3 separate regions of the Gossypium arboreum genome follow, and regions 1 and 2 are each linked to region 3. A link is a contact called in public Hi-C data. All regions are on one chromosome and are shown on one strand. The core of a region is the stretch at or near the end of the contact, and the rest is flanking DNA. Distances in the headings are between cores, read along the strand shown.

The links. A called contact is a pair of places that touch in the nucleus more often than the background predicts.
Region 1: a contact with region 3 is called in a Hi-C map of leaf, with 4 times the contacts expected there. The contact joins the promoter of LOC108462868 here to the promoter of LOC108462022 in region 3. A contact is called at or near these places in 2 of 5 Hi-C or Micro-C datasets (both in leaf).
Region 2: a contact with region 3 is called in a Hi-C map of leaf, with 5 times the contacts expected there. The contact joins the promoter of LOC108461406 here to the promoter of LOC108462022 in region 3. A contact is called at or near these places in 2 of 5 Hi-C or Micro-C datasets (both in leaf).

The regions. Positions count from the first base shown.
Region 1 is chr13:68,448,934-68,453,307 of ASM2569848v2, reverse strand. It overlaps LOC108462868 (autophagy-related protein 8C-like), which reads right to left and starts at 1,786. Exons shown (of 6, transcript XM_017762777.2): 1 at 1,685-1,786; 2 at 1,490-1,538; 3 at 1,134-1,189; 4 at 984-1,036; 5 at 255-373; 6 at 1-167. The coding sequence starts at 1,526. The coding sequence ends at 46.
Region 2 is chr13:68,348,665-68,353,546 of ASM2569848v2, reverse strand. It overlaps LOC108461406 (probable beta-1,3-galactosyltransferase 2), which reads right to left and starts at 3,158. Exons shown (of 11, transcript XM_017761252.2): 1 at 2,636-3,158; 2 at 2,022-2,118; 3 at 1,872-1,936; 4 at 1,576-1,787; 5 at 1,393-1,456; 6 at 782-854; 7 at 519-639; 8 at 303-390; 9 at 95-220. The coding sequence starts at 2,745.
Region 3 is chr13:68,033,517-68,038,034 of ASM2569848v2, reverse strand. LOC108462022 (probable protein S-acyltransferase 6) reads right to left here and starts at 1,693. Exons shown (of 5, transcript XM_017762028.2): 1 at 1,580-1,693; 2 at 1,337-1,507; 3 at 999-1,262; 4 at 695-928; 5 at 1-506. The coding sequence starts at 1,645. The coding sequence ends at 330.

The DNA of each region.
Region 1 (4,374 bases), core at 537-3,036, 420 kb before region 3:
AGGATTTACATCTTAAACTAATTTTATTTTTTTTGCAAGCCATACTTACATGGATATATCTTGATCATATGCCTCAATGATCCCAAATGTGTTTTCACCGCTGTAAATCATGTAAAGAAAACCATCTTCGTCCATGTTTTCCTCGTATATGGCAGACAACATAGCAGCTGCACAGACATGATGACACACCGTTTAACAAAACAAGAAACACGGAAATTAAGACAAGAGTGGGAGATCTACAAGGTTCAACTCACCAGTTGGGGGTAGAATGTTCTTCACGAAAATGAATATAGCCTTCTCAGGACTGAGCTTAATCCTCTTCCGTACAACATAGACAAATTGGCCAACCGTTAGATCAGCAGGAACCAGATATCTGCATTAATCCCAAGGGAAACCTTTAGTTTCAAAGGAAGCAAAGCTGAAATACAGCCGAGAAATGGAGAATCAGTGTTCAAAAATTGGAATCAGGTTCCAAAAGGTAAACATAGAAGGATCATATCAAAAACACCATCTTGTTGAAGAATATGCTTTACTCTACAAAACATAAGAGTCACATCATATTGAATAAAATCATATTAACTCAGAGCCAAATGGAAACAGAAAATAGATTAGGCAAAATTCAGAACTAGTATAAGAAAAGATTCAGTAGATCACATTGAAAGCATATCTAATTCAAGCATCAAATGAGATCATTTCTATGATATCTTTCCCTCCTCAAAAACCCCATAGAAATGGTTACCAACTCAGAAATTCTTGGTTCGAATTAGTTAGAACCTAAGGAATCCACAACTCTAAAGTAGAGAAGTCCAGAACCAAAATCAGAACCACAGTACAAGAAAAAGATAACACAAAAATTACCAAAAGAGATCACTAACATTTCAAAGCATTGATAAACTAATATCCAATAGCAACATTACATATTTGAAAAAATGTATGATCAAATTAATGTTCTTAAAGAAAACATGCAAAGAAAAATAACTGACTTTTTCTTATCAATCTCAGGTACATCAGTCTTCTCCGCCCTTTCAACAATCACCTACAACAAACAATCAAACAACAATCTGACTTTCTAATCATAGGAGAAAACAAACATGGGGCTGCATTGAAAAACAAAGCAACCAAACATTACATACCGGGATTCTGTCCGGATACTTTTCCCTAATCCGAGCAGCTTCAGCCTGCCTCCTTTCTGACACCAAAAATAGAAAAAGAGAAAAACTACACACTTTAACATCACAAAAAAAACATGATAATCCTCACTTATTCGAAACCCTAATTATCTGATCGGTCTGTTCCCTAAATCGGGCGTTCAAAATAGTTTCTATTCTTGGAAAAACAACAACACTATAAAAATTAAGAATTTCAACAACAAAAACAAATGAAAACTACAAGGGTTGAAGTAGAATAATTGGGGAAAATAATGAAATTGGGGTTTCACGAGATCAAAATCAATTGATATATGAAAAATAGTTAAAGGAGAAGAACGAACCCAGGGGATGTTCCAACTTAAAGGAGCTCTTGGCCATAGTGATTAAAATCTGCAACCAAAACGAAAAACGAAACAGTTCAATCAATCAAACATAGAAAAATTACTTGATTAAAGTTTAAAGAAATATATATATATATATATATATATATATATATATATAGAACAGATCAAGAGAGAAGGGGAGATGATGCCTACCGATTGAGAGATAAAGGAGGGTGAGAGCGTGAATCTGGGTTTCTAAATAAAGAAAAAGCAGAAAATAATTGCTTTTTATTATTGTAGTAGGAATTTGGTTCGACAACACATTGTAGAGTGCGATACGCCCAATGGCAAAGGCCCAAAGCCCAATTTTGATTATCTATAATTTATATACAACCACGAGTTTCGACTACATAATATCATTTATTTTCTCTTTTATTATTAAATTATTTTTAAAAAAATTATTACTTAAATAAAGGTATAAGCATAAAATAAAAATAAATTTGTGATTAAATTTAATTTGTAATTATTAATTTAAAAAATTGATATAAAAGTCATTGAGTTTTAACTCAATTGACATAGATATTGTTGCCAATACAGGAGCATGTAAGTTCGAGTGCGCTGAAGTGCATTATCCTTCTATTTATGGGTTGAGGAGAGATTATGAGTAATTCTAGGTATTGTGTTAAAAGAGCAGATATAAATAACATTAAATAGTTAAGCATATTCATTTAAATAGAATATATGAAAAATTACTAATAAAAATGGAGATGGTTAGCATTAATTAGTTAGAATTATGTAAAAAAAGTGGAACATTAAAGGAATGATTTTACGGAAAAGCAATATAAAATTATATTATTACAACAATAACACTAAAGAGTGATGGAGGATGATTTTAATTGATGATAAGGTAATATTATGATACTTTTTTTATTTTTATTTTCTATAAGCTTATACTATGTGAAGCAAGTACTTTAAATATATATATATATATATATATATATTTTTGTTGTTTGTTTGGTGCAAGCCAGAAATGTTTTATGAATTGGTTTTAAAAAGAAGTCAAATTTTAATAATTATTTTAATTATTATTACTAAATGTGTTAATCTTTTAGTGTAAATATTTTTCGGATTTATCATTAATTATTATTATAATTGCATGTTGTTTCACTTAATTTTTTAAAATTAATATAGTTTCAAATTTGTATATTATTTAAAATTAAAAAAATTATTAAGTAACAATAATTAAAAATATGTTATTTAAAAATTAATTAAAATGAACTACATAAAAATGAAACAAATGTGACGTTAAAATTTAGTAAATTAAAAATGGCCAAATTGGTAAATGCTGAGACCTCATATTTTGAGCCTCTATGATCAAATCTTATCTTGCATAAATTATGTGTGGACTCTACTCATAGTTATTTTAACTTAAATTTTGTTGTGTGGTAGTCTAGAATTATTCTTGCGTAAGTGTGGATTGAATGGACGGTGTAGTGCGTTTAAATTACTTTTTGTCTCATGCTACAATAACATTATAGTATCTAATCTCAACACCACCACTATTTTACATTAATTACAAATAAACACACCATTTATTTAAACCATAAATTATATCTAAATTGTAGTTTATAATAATTAATTTTGTTGCTAATGATTAGACTCATAGAGGGGGCGACCATTGAGGCCTAGGGACCTTAACTCCCCAATAATTTTGAAAACTTTAATTGTACAATTAAAATTTTTAAAAAGTTTAATTTAGAAAATTTTCATTAAATTTTTAAATTAAAAATTTTAATTACACTTTAATTTTTATTAAAACCCTAAAAAGAAAATTTAAGCCCAAATCTTAATACCAAAATCAATCCCAGCAAATGTATACTCTTTGTCATAATTAATAAATATGATTGTAATTATATTCCTCAAAATAAAAGTTATGAAAAATTATAAAAAATCATAATCAAACGAATAATTTCATAATAATTTGGCATAATGTACTTATGTTTCATTTTATTGTATAATATATTTGTTTATTTTTCCTATGTAGTAATTATGAAACAAGTCGTTGACAAAAATATATGAAACAAGTAAATCAGGTTTTAGTTCACTAATTTAGCTTGCAACATTTTTGTAGTAATTTAGAAGTTGAGGGTTGAAACGTATTTAAATTTCTTAAAAATTAGGAGTAATTTAACAATTATATTAAAAATTTTAAAATAAAAGTTAATAAAATAATGGGCAATTTTAAATATTAATTTGAATAATTATTGTATTTATTTTAATATCCCTATGAGTGGCCCGTCTTTATTTTCTCTCATCTACCTTTGTGTGGCAATATCTTCAGTCTTTGTCTATTTTCTTTTTGTGCCTTCATTTTTTTTGTGGTTTTTTTTTTGTTATTTCTAGTGGTTTTTAGGCGATCGTGTGTTTCAATGGAAGATGGGAGGGCAGTTTTGAGTATTTCTGATGGAGAGGAGGATACGTGGTAAATATCGAATAGTGTTGAACAAGATCAAGGGAATAGAGAGTTTTCAATCTTGTTGGTTGTTTTTTTGACAACCGGCATCATGAATTTCCAGTTGATGCATAGCACCATGGTCAATCTTTGGCATCTACTAAGGGGTTACAATTATAGATCTTTTCTATATAGATTTTTAATAATTATCTTCTTGTGATCCATAAGTTGGGGAATGAAGAAGACCCACACCATGTTCCTTTAGTGTTGGTGGACTTATGGATCAAGATCCATGATTTACCACATGGGTTAATGACAAAGGCAATAGCTTGACAATTTAGAGTTTTTTTAGGATCGTTCAAAGACTATGATACAAAATTAATTAATTGTGGAAGTCATGGGTAGATGTGAGTGAGGGTCAAACTTGATGTTCAAAATCCATTGAAGTGGC
Region 2 (4,882 bases), core at 1,909-4,408, 310 kb before region 3:
TTAGTACAAAAATTGATAACAATGAGAAGCAGGTCCTCGGATTCATGCACAGGCTTCATCGTAAAATTTTAAACAGAGAGGTCTTGGATCTTACCGGTTTATTGATATATATGAGGCCAAATCTTTTGAAATGGCATACAACTGTCCAGTAGCATGCCGGAAATATTTGTTTCCTGTCTCGCCGAATTTCCAGTGCTCGGGTTCATGGTATCTAACTCCTCTGTTCAATGATATAACAATTAAGAAACGGGTACACTTCCACAAAAATCTTTTGTAGAAGAAGAAAGGAATATGTAGCTCACTTTTGAGAGAGGACGGGACCAGATTTCATGCATCCGATATATACACGAGGCTTCTTTCGGTGTCTAACTAGAGTTTCTCCAAGTGTTGCTGCGGTAATTTTATGGGAGATTAGAACATAAAATAACAAGAATTAAAAGTATATGTACCTAATTACTGTTAAGTGCAATGAGGTACTATAATTCTCACAAGAAGCATATAAAATAAACAGAACTTACCTATATTTACATGGACATCGTCATCGACTTTAACATAAAAATCTGCATCCCACAAAGCAACAGCAGTAGCAAAATATATCTTGGTCTTTGCAGACAATTCAAGGTAACCTTCAACATGGTCCTGCTTGCAATCGAAACAACATATTTCTTGGTCCATTATTTTCTCAAAAGCAAATAGTAATGGAATGTTCTTAAATAGGCTAGCATATTTTTAGCAGAATAGCCAAAACAATAAAAGATCAATAGTTGCCATAACAACCTACCAGCCTCAAGAAGTCTCCATGCTTCTTATCCTCTGCTTCAATTGCTCGGTCCAAAATACCACCCGATGTAGCACTGTATATGAAAAATTATTCAATTTAATTGCTTATAGCACCATTTAGAGTGTGTGCCAAGGAGATCGTAAGAAAAGAATAATGGGCATAACAGGATATGTAGGTCCCAAACTATTTGCAGACAGTATTTCATGACAGCGGAACGGCTATAAAAAGCAAGAAATATCGTCACCATCTTTGGCTGGAATATCAATATATGATTATTGGTTAATGGTAAATTTTTATCTTATTCGAGCAAAAGTTAACAAGCCATCTTCGGGTGTCGTCAATATTGAACCGAACCAGTGTCTCATTTCCATGAGAAATAAAAACCAAGTCTAATAATAAAAGTAGCCTTGAAAAGGCATACCATGCAAGGCAACACAGTGCTAGAGTGGTTCATCAAGTTTGGTTCTGTAAGCTTCCTTAAACTTAATCATCCATAAGGATCCAAAGGCAATGAAGAATACAACTAAGTTAATAGCATAAGAACAGCAAGAAAAAATATAATACTAGTTCACTTATAAAACAATACGATAGAAAGAGAATTAAACCATCACCTATGGCCAATAACAAAGCGAACGATAATGCCTTTTTCATCCTCCAATTTCTTCCTCTTTTCACCTATTTTCCAAAACAGATTTGATTCAGCACCCGAATTCGCATTAGAATATCAGGAAAGGAGCAGATGTGTGTTAAGGGAATGGGGGTATGGAAGGGTCAAAAAGAATCAATCCGACCACCTTGTGGCATCCATGTAGCACGAACTGAGTCTCTTCTTTTCCTGCTGCTGAAAGCCGTATTAATTCCGATAACCATCAGATACTTTCTCTTCCTAGATGATCCAACTCTACTCACATCTTCGGATAACGGAGAACCACCGTGTAAAGATTCTTGAGCCGCCCTTGCAGCAGCTAATTCCATCTCTAAGTTGGAAATAGTCTTATCCAATGTCCTACATCGAAAAATGACACAACCAGTTCATTGATCAGTCACTTAAAAATCAAATGAACCATAGTTAGACAAAAGCAATACTAACTGTATAGCATGGTGAGTCTTGAAAACCTCCCCGATGATGTCCTTTGATACATGCTTTTCTCCTTTCTGATACAAAGAAAGGAAACCAAACAGCTTAAAACCTACAAAACTTAACAAAAGGTTTATATGAATGCAAGTTAAAGAGACTCACAGCTTTTAGGTTACAACCCTCAGAAATGAGTTTTAATTTTTCAGCTTCTACGGCGGTTATCCGCATGATAGCTTTAGATTCAGGAACAGCCACCATCCTGTTACCAATTTTACACATTAACATAATGAAAACCCAAAATTTTACCTGTAATCCAAATTTGAACCAAAAATTTTTATATGTGCAAAAAAAGAAAGAAAACAAAAGCAGTAAAAATTTCAACTATAGTCAAGGTTCCCTATTGCAACTATTTAATTCTTCTGCACAACGATTATCAAATGATGAAACATCAATGAGATAAAAGCATTAAAATTAGAACGCTTAATATATGAAAATTGACTTGTCAATTGAAACCAACCTTATCCCAAAGGTTAGATCCAATTTTGCATTAATAGGCACACCAAATAAATAAGACCCACTAATAATCTCTTTTAAAAAAAAGAAAAAAAAAGAGAGAATTGAAACTCAACATGAACACAAGCTTGGACAAATAATTGTAAAAAGAAACATAACTCAAAAAATCTATTAACAAAGCAAATTAACATGGTTTCACCATTGAAATAAGGGAAAGCCAAAAGTTTTGAACTTTCAAAAAAAAAGAATGTAAAGGGTATTACCTATTGGTGAAGAGAATTCCAGCACAGAAGCAGCTCAAACAAAGAAGAAAAGTCCATTTCTTTGAAACAAAACTCCTAGTAGACTGCTCTGTTTTGCTTTTAAAAGACATATTTTCGAAACTTCCCAACCTAAAATCCCCTCTATTTCTCCAACACTAGCAATCAAAGAAGCAAAAAACCCATATGGAAAAAAAAAAACAGAAGAAGCTTGAGCCGAATCAAACGACAGTTGCAAAAAATGAGCTCCAACTTTTTCTCAGAAGAAGAGAAAGAAACAGAAACAGAGAACTCTGTTTTATTATGAATTGCTATTTTTATTCCTTTCTTTTTTTTGTTGTTGGTTTGTTTCTGTGTATAGATTCTGTGTGTCAAAGCCTCAAAAAGGGAGGTCTAACATTGCTTGCAGGCAAGGGACGTTGAACACAAGTGAGAGACGACCCACTACTAACCGCTTCTCTCTTGCTTTCTTCTTATACAAATTTACCATTTCATCCCTTTTTATTTATTTATTTACATGTGATGATATGTATTTATGCGCGGCTAAGCATGGTCGGGTTGGATCTCACCGCGCTTCGATTTTACTTTTGTTTTATGTTGAAGTTTCATTCATTTTATTCTTGAAAAATATTTTATATTAAATTTACATTAAAAAAAACATTTTTGAATTACTTAACTTAGAATTTGAGTGTCTGAAATTAAAAGAAATTTGGCTAATGTGACAGGTCGTAAATTAACTAGTTAATTGCAATTATTTTTTTAAGATTTTTTTGGGTTAATATAAAACTTGAATATTTTATCAATAAAGGTATATTTCTAACTTTATTTACGTAAATAGACCACTTTTTTCATTATTTACTGAAATGGGCAAAAAATATTAAAACGTGTCCATGTAGGAGTATTTTAGGGGGAAAATTCAACAAAACGCATCCTAAGAGAGCGATTTTGCCATGTCAGCACAAAACGCGCTGACGTGGACGTGTTTGCTAACATGGCAAAATCGCTCCCTCAAGAATGTGTTTTAGCCCTTGTTTTTCTAGGTTTAGGGCTATTTGCATGTTTATTGCCTAGGGTTTGTGGGTTTAGGGTTAGTGTTTTGTTAAAATAATTTTGGGTTTTATTTATTTAAAGTTTAAGAATTTTAAGAAATAAATTATGGTTTATAGTTTTAAAAAATAATAATTAAATTAGGTTTTAGGATTTTAAATAAATTAATTAAATTAGGGTTTAGAGTTTTTAAAAAATTTATTTAAATTAGGGTTTAGTTTTTTTAAATAATTTTTATGTTTAGCTTTTAGAGTTTTTGCAAAAGGGTTTAGGTTAAAGGTTAAGAAAAAATTATATTGAAAAGAATGATTTTATTTTTTTTCTACAATAGTTTCAAAAAATTTAATTTTGAGAAGACGGTTCTGAAAAGATAATGTCAAAAACGCTTCAAGCAGGATGGGCTGTCAACAAAATTACTAAAAAAAGCTTCCACGTGGACGCTGTTCTTCTACAGTAGTTCCTAAAAAAAATTGAGAAGACGGTTCTAAAAAAATAATGTCAAAATGCTTTAAGCAGAATGCACTATCAGCAAAATTACTGAAAAAAGCTCCTACGTGGACGCTCTTTTTCTATAGTAGTTCCTAAAAAAATAATTTTTAGAAGACGATTCTAACAAAATAGTGTCAAAAACACTTCAAGCAAGATGCACTATCAGCAAAATTACTGAAAAAGCTTCCACGTGGACGCTCTTTTCTACAGTAATGCCTACTTGGCCTTAGGCTATAAATGAGTCAAATTTCAAACTCAAGTTGCATAAGTTACAGCAAAAAAAAATTAGAGAGGCTAAGAAAAATAGAAATTGAAGATGAGTGAACGTATTAGTGTTGTTATTTACTATGATGGTGAGGTCCGTGACATCAAGAACAGTGTTATTTTTTTATCGGATAACACAACGTGACTGGTTTTTAACCATAACATAGATTTGACAGAACTTCGTAAAATATTTAGGAGTAAAATTTTTGGAACGAAGTCAATGAGAGTTTCATCTATTAAGTATCGATTTTGTGCTTCGATTGATCTCGTGACATATGACTCATGTGATATCAAAGGTGGTGTAACTTGGAGGCGATGGTGCAAACTCATCTTGTTAGTGGATCACCCTATCTTAAGTTATATGTACAATTTTTATTGCCAAATGAAGCATTTGCAACTTCAACATCTACTGCTGTTCAATAGGAATACATGACCTCTACCCGACACTCC
Region 3 (4,518 bases), core at 444-2,943:
ATCTATCTTTAACATAAATAGTATCTGATACATTAATTGATTGTAATTTATGAAGAAATTTATTGCTACAAGGGCCACCAGCATGATATTATTGATCGGCATCGTCACAGTAGTCCTACTGCACTACCTCCATTCATTGACAACCATAGAATTCGAGTAACATAGTTTGTATTTATAGGTACTTGCTATTTGATATCTCTTTTGTAAAAATTCTTGATCTGCATTTGCTTTTTAAACGTTTTAACAGTATGTCCAAGCAAATACTGTTGCTCTCATGAAAGAAGCCATTCAACTCAGGCTTTGCCACTATGTTCTGAACTTTTAAATGATCAGCCAAGAGGAGGCATCTCATCTTCCACGTTCCACCTTGGCATTGCTTCAGCCCTAAAATCAACTCTGGAAGGAGGTAAAGGTGCAAACAACACTTCCGTTATATTACCTATTATTCCTTTGTCATATGGTTTGGGAGAGCCCTCATAGCTATTCCGGAAATTCTCGTATGCTGTCTGCATAAGATTGAAGGAAAGATATGATGCATTAAACTTCACAAATCACCACAGCTGCAAGCAAGTAATCTGAATTAAAGTGGTCATTTGCATATATTTCGATGTAGTCTTGGTCCAGTATTTAAATTGTTGTAGCTAATTTATGGCAGTCAATTGTAGTAAAAACAGTCATTAAACCAACTCTTCACCTGATTTATTGCAGTTAAATAGGAGTGGAAGATAGCAAGGCCACCTAGGAACCAAATGGCAGCAAAGCTAAACAATGTCAATGCCAAGGTTTCAGGGCAGTTCATCAGCATTCCAAACAACCCGATACCACTTTCCAACACTCTTTGGTGAATCCTCCAACAAGAGAAAGCAAATATGTAGATAAAGAACATTAATGCTGTTATCAAGAATGCCAAACAGAACCGATAGTTTCTCTGCATTAAATAACGAAGTTTCAGTCAAATATTTGGAAATGAAATGTATGTGAAAGCATGCCGACCATACCAGTGCAATACACTGACCAATCCATGGACAGTGGTGATCAAATTTTTCAACACAGTTGTCACAGATGGCGCAATGGCAACTCCTTGGAGGTCTAAAAATCCTATAAATCCGACAAAATTTTAGTTTCAGTTGAACCCCATTAATAGTTACCTTCTTCCTCCTACTCCCATTACTGCTATCAGTATCTTCAATAGATGATTGTTGAGTGCTTCGGGGAGTGATTCCAGGGTCAATGGCTGTAACCAGAATCAAGTTGACAATAATCTGCAATGAAAGGATCATCATTTTCTAACTGCTGTAATAAGTTTTAAAATATACATGGAGTATGCGGAACAGACCACTATAGTTAGAATCAAACATATAGTGATAACAAGAGTGGGGTTAGTATTTTGCAAATCATTTGCAATGTAAATGGTGAAAATCCAAGTTGAAATCAGGATAGAAACAGATGTCAGGAACAACCCTCTTTGATCTGGACCGCATACAAGTCGGCCATGACAAAAAAATACCTGCACATAATATTATAATTAGCGAGCAAGAAAACGAAGTATATATATATATTCACAAGAGGATAAGGTTACATTGTTCCCTGGCCAAACTTGGTATGTTCTAGTTCCCTTTGCAGCATTTATTTCCATGGCAACCATACTGTTGGAATCATAGATCTTTTGCTTAGATTTGATATTACGCTTAAAAGGGGAGACTGAAAAACGAAGCAACTTTTGAAGGGGGAAGTAATAAAATAAACTGGAAAAGCGGTTTTCCCTTAACTATATGGGCCGACAAACTCCCAGGCCCAAGGATGGGGATCGAAACGCAGCGTTTAAAGGTGTGTCGGTGCCGCTTAATATTTTTATAATTATAAACACAACATGAAATTTTATACAAATATATCTGAAAAAATAATGTTATCCAATACTGATTTCAATTGGTGGGATTAAAAATCAGTGGAAATATTAATTTAAAGAAAGATAAAAAATTAATTTTAATTATTTTATTTATTTTGAATAGGAGAAAATCAATTTCATCGCAACTGATATTATCAGTTTCCCATTATTTATCTCTCTACACTGAGATGTCATGTGCTTTGAAGTTTAAATACAGACCATTTTGCACCATCACCTTCATCTAATTGCAACCACATTTTATTTTTAAAATTAGTTAAATCATTTGTATTTAGGTGTTAAATTGTTACAAAATTTTATATATATAATGAAATATTAAACATAGCTTAGGCTCAAATCTCGGTTTAAGTTTATTTTTATAAATTTTGTATAAAAATATAAAAGAAAAAAACAGATTTTACATATATGAATTAGAAACATTTATTATGTCAACCCTTCCTACTAACTCATCTATGCTACTATTACATCAATAATTATTTTCCAACTTAAATTAAACCAAAAAAAAAAAACTTTCTCCGCGTCAAATTTTGGGTTCATGATTAACCCACAACTCAGCCCCTCTTCATGTGGATTTGGCTTTCTTTTTTCTTTTTTACTTTGTTCTCCATTATCTTTTTCTATCAATTATTTTATTTTATTGTAAATATAAAAAGAAATTAACTTTTCCTTACCAGAGTGTTGATTTAATTTTGATATTGAAAATTAGGCTTTCATTTCTTGAATCTTGAACAAGTTTTCTTTTTAAAAAATATATATATAAACTACTCGCATTTTCAGAAATTTCATGACAGAAAAAATAAAGTAGTTGAGTACTAAGAAAAATTAGTTACCTATTTTCTTAATACGAAACTTAACCGGATTTGAAAGAGTTAATAACATTGCACTTATCGTCTTTTAACCGATTGAGAACCTTGGAAGTCCACTATTATACACAGCGTTTGAGGGAGTAGCCAACGATTATTCCACGGACGAAGCAAATTCGACGTAGTTCTGAACATTTCTCAACATTTCTTGATGGGTGAAGAAATTATTAAATAAAAATTCCTATGACAAAAGTAGTAGGGTCAAATCTATATAGATTAATTATCCAATTTCGCCTTTCCTTATGATCAGAATTACTGTCGTGATAATAGTCGCATCCACGACTCATGACAAACTTGCTAAAAAAATAAATAAATAAATAAATAAATAAGGGGAGATGAAGATGTTTAGAAAGTAAATAAAGTGAAATAGCAGCAATAAACAATTATATTAATCGGAAAAAAATAAGAAAATAGAATTGAATTCAGTAAGCAGTAATATAAAGTCTTAGCCTTACACTCGATGAATTCCAGTACAGAATTAATCCTTGAAAAAAGGTTTTTTCCTCCAAACCATAAGCTGGCTATAGTGACCAAGAACTTCCCAACCGTCAATTCTTCATTTTGTAGTCAATTCTAGTACGACCTGTAAATCAACTCTTACCGATTGTCTAACCGCGATATACACGTTCGTAATTCAAGACCCCGACAGCCTTGCATTTTGAAGAACCCAACTCGGATCAATGATCTCAACCGCATGGGTCGTTTAAATCCGATTACTATCTCCCTTGACAAAAATATCACTAGTATAAGCCCGCCAGAATACGCCAAATTGTTCGCAAAAATTCGAATACAGCATGGCCCACTCGACTTCCCAACTGTACGCCAAAACAACTCCAACCCAATGTACACTTTGTGTTGAAATTGAATTAACTTTAAATGATGAATTTGCACTATCCCATATTCTGAAAAGATGATGAATACTGTTATGAAAGTTTTTTAATGCGAATTCATTTTCTCATGATTTTTGACCAAAAAGAATACTGACCTAAAGCTAAGTAGAAATTTAGTGAAACATGAGATTAATCATGCTAGTTGGTGTATGTAAATGGATTTAGTGGAAACAGTAGAAGGTGGAAAGGGAAGGGACTTAGGAAGCAATTGAATAAATTTGTAAAGAAACAAGGAAAAGGAAATAAAATGATAGAATGCTACTGACACATGAAATAGAAAGGAATAAAAATAATTTCATTCAATTTCCCGTGTATTCAAGTGTGTTTTTCAAATGCCACCAAATACCCTATTTATATACATATCATATACTAAAATTAGTCTAACTCACCTAATAGCTAATTACATGAAATCAAATTCATATCAAATTTTTTTCTAAATATGGCTTTTATAAAGTCAAAAATCTGATCAGCCTTTAAATGTCTCAAAATTTTCGATTCGACCCCTGTTTTATTGCTTGTGCTCCAATTTAGTCATTTTCTCCTTGTTTTTTGTTTAAAGCATCCGAATTGCATTCCCGACAGAATTTAAACATAAAATCACCAAATTAGTAGGCTTTAATTTAAGAATTAATCTATTTAAACATGTAAAACATGCTATCAAATACCCCTACTTAGCCTATGCTTGTTTTCAAGCATATTGTATGTTCCTACATTAAAAACTATATAATAAATTATCAAAATTAAGCTTTTATTCTGCAATCATGATCAATGCAGACAATTTCAGTGAAAAATGAATAAGTATTCAAATATTCAGTTTAATCAACAAGTGTCTATAAAATTCAAACATATAGATTCAATCATT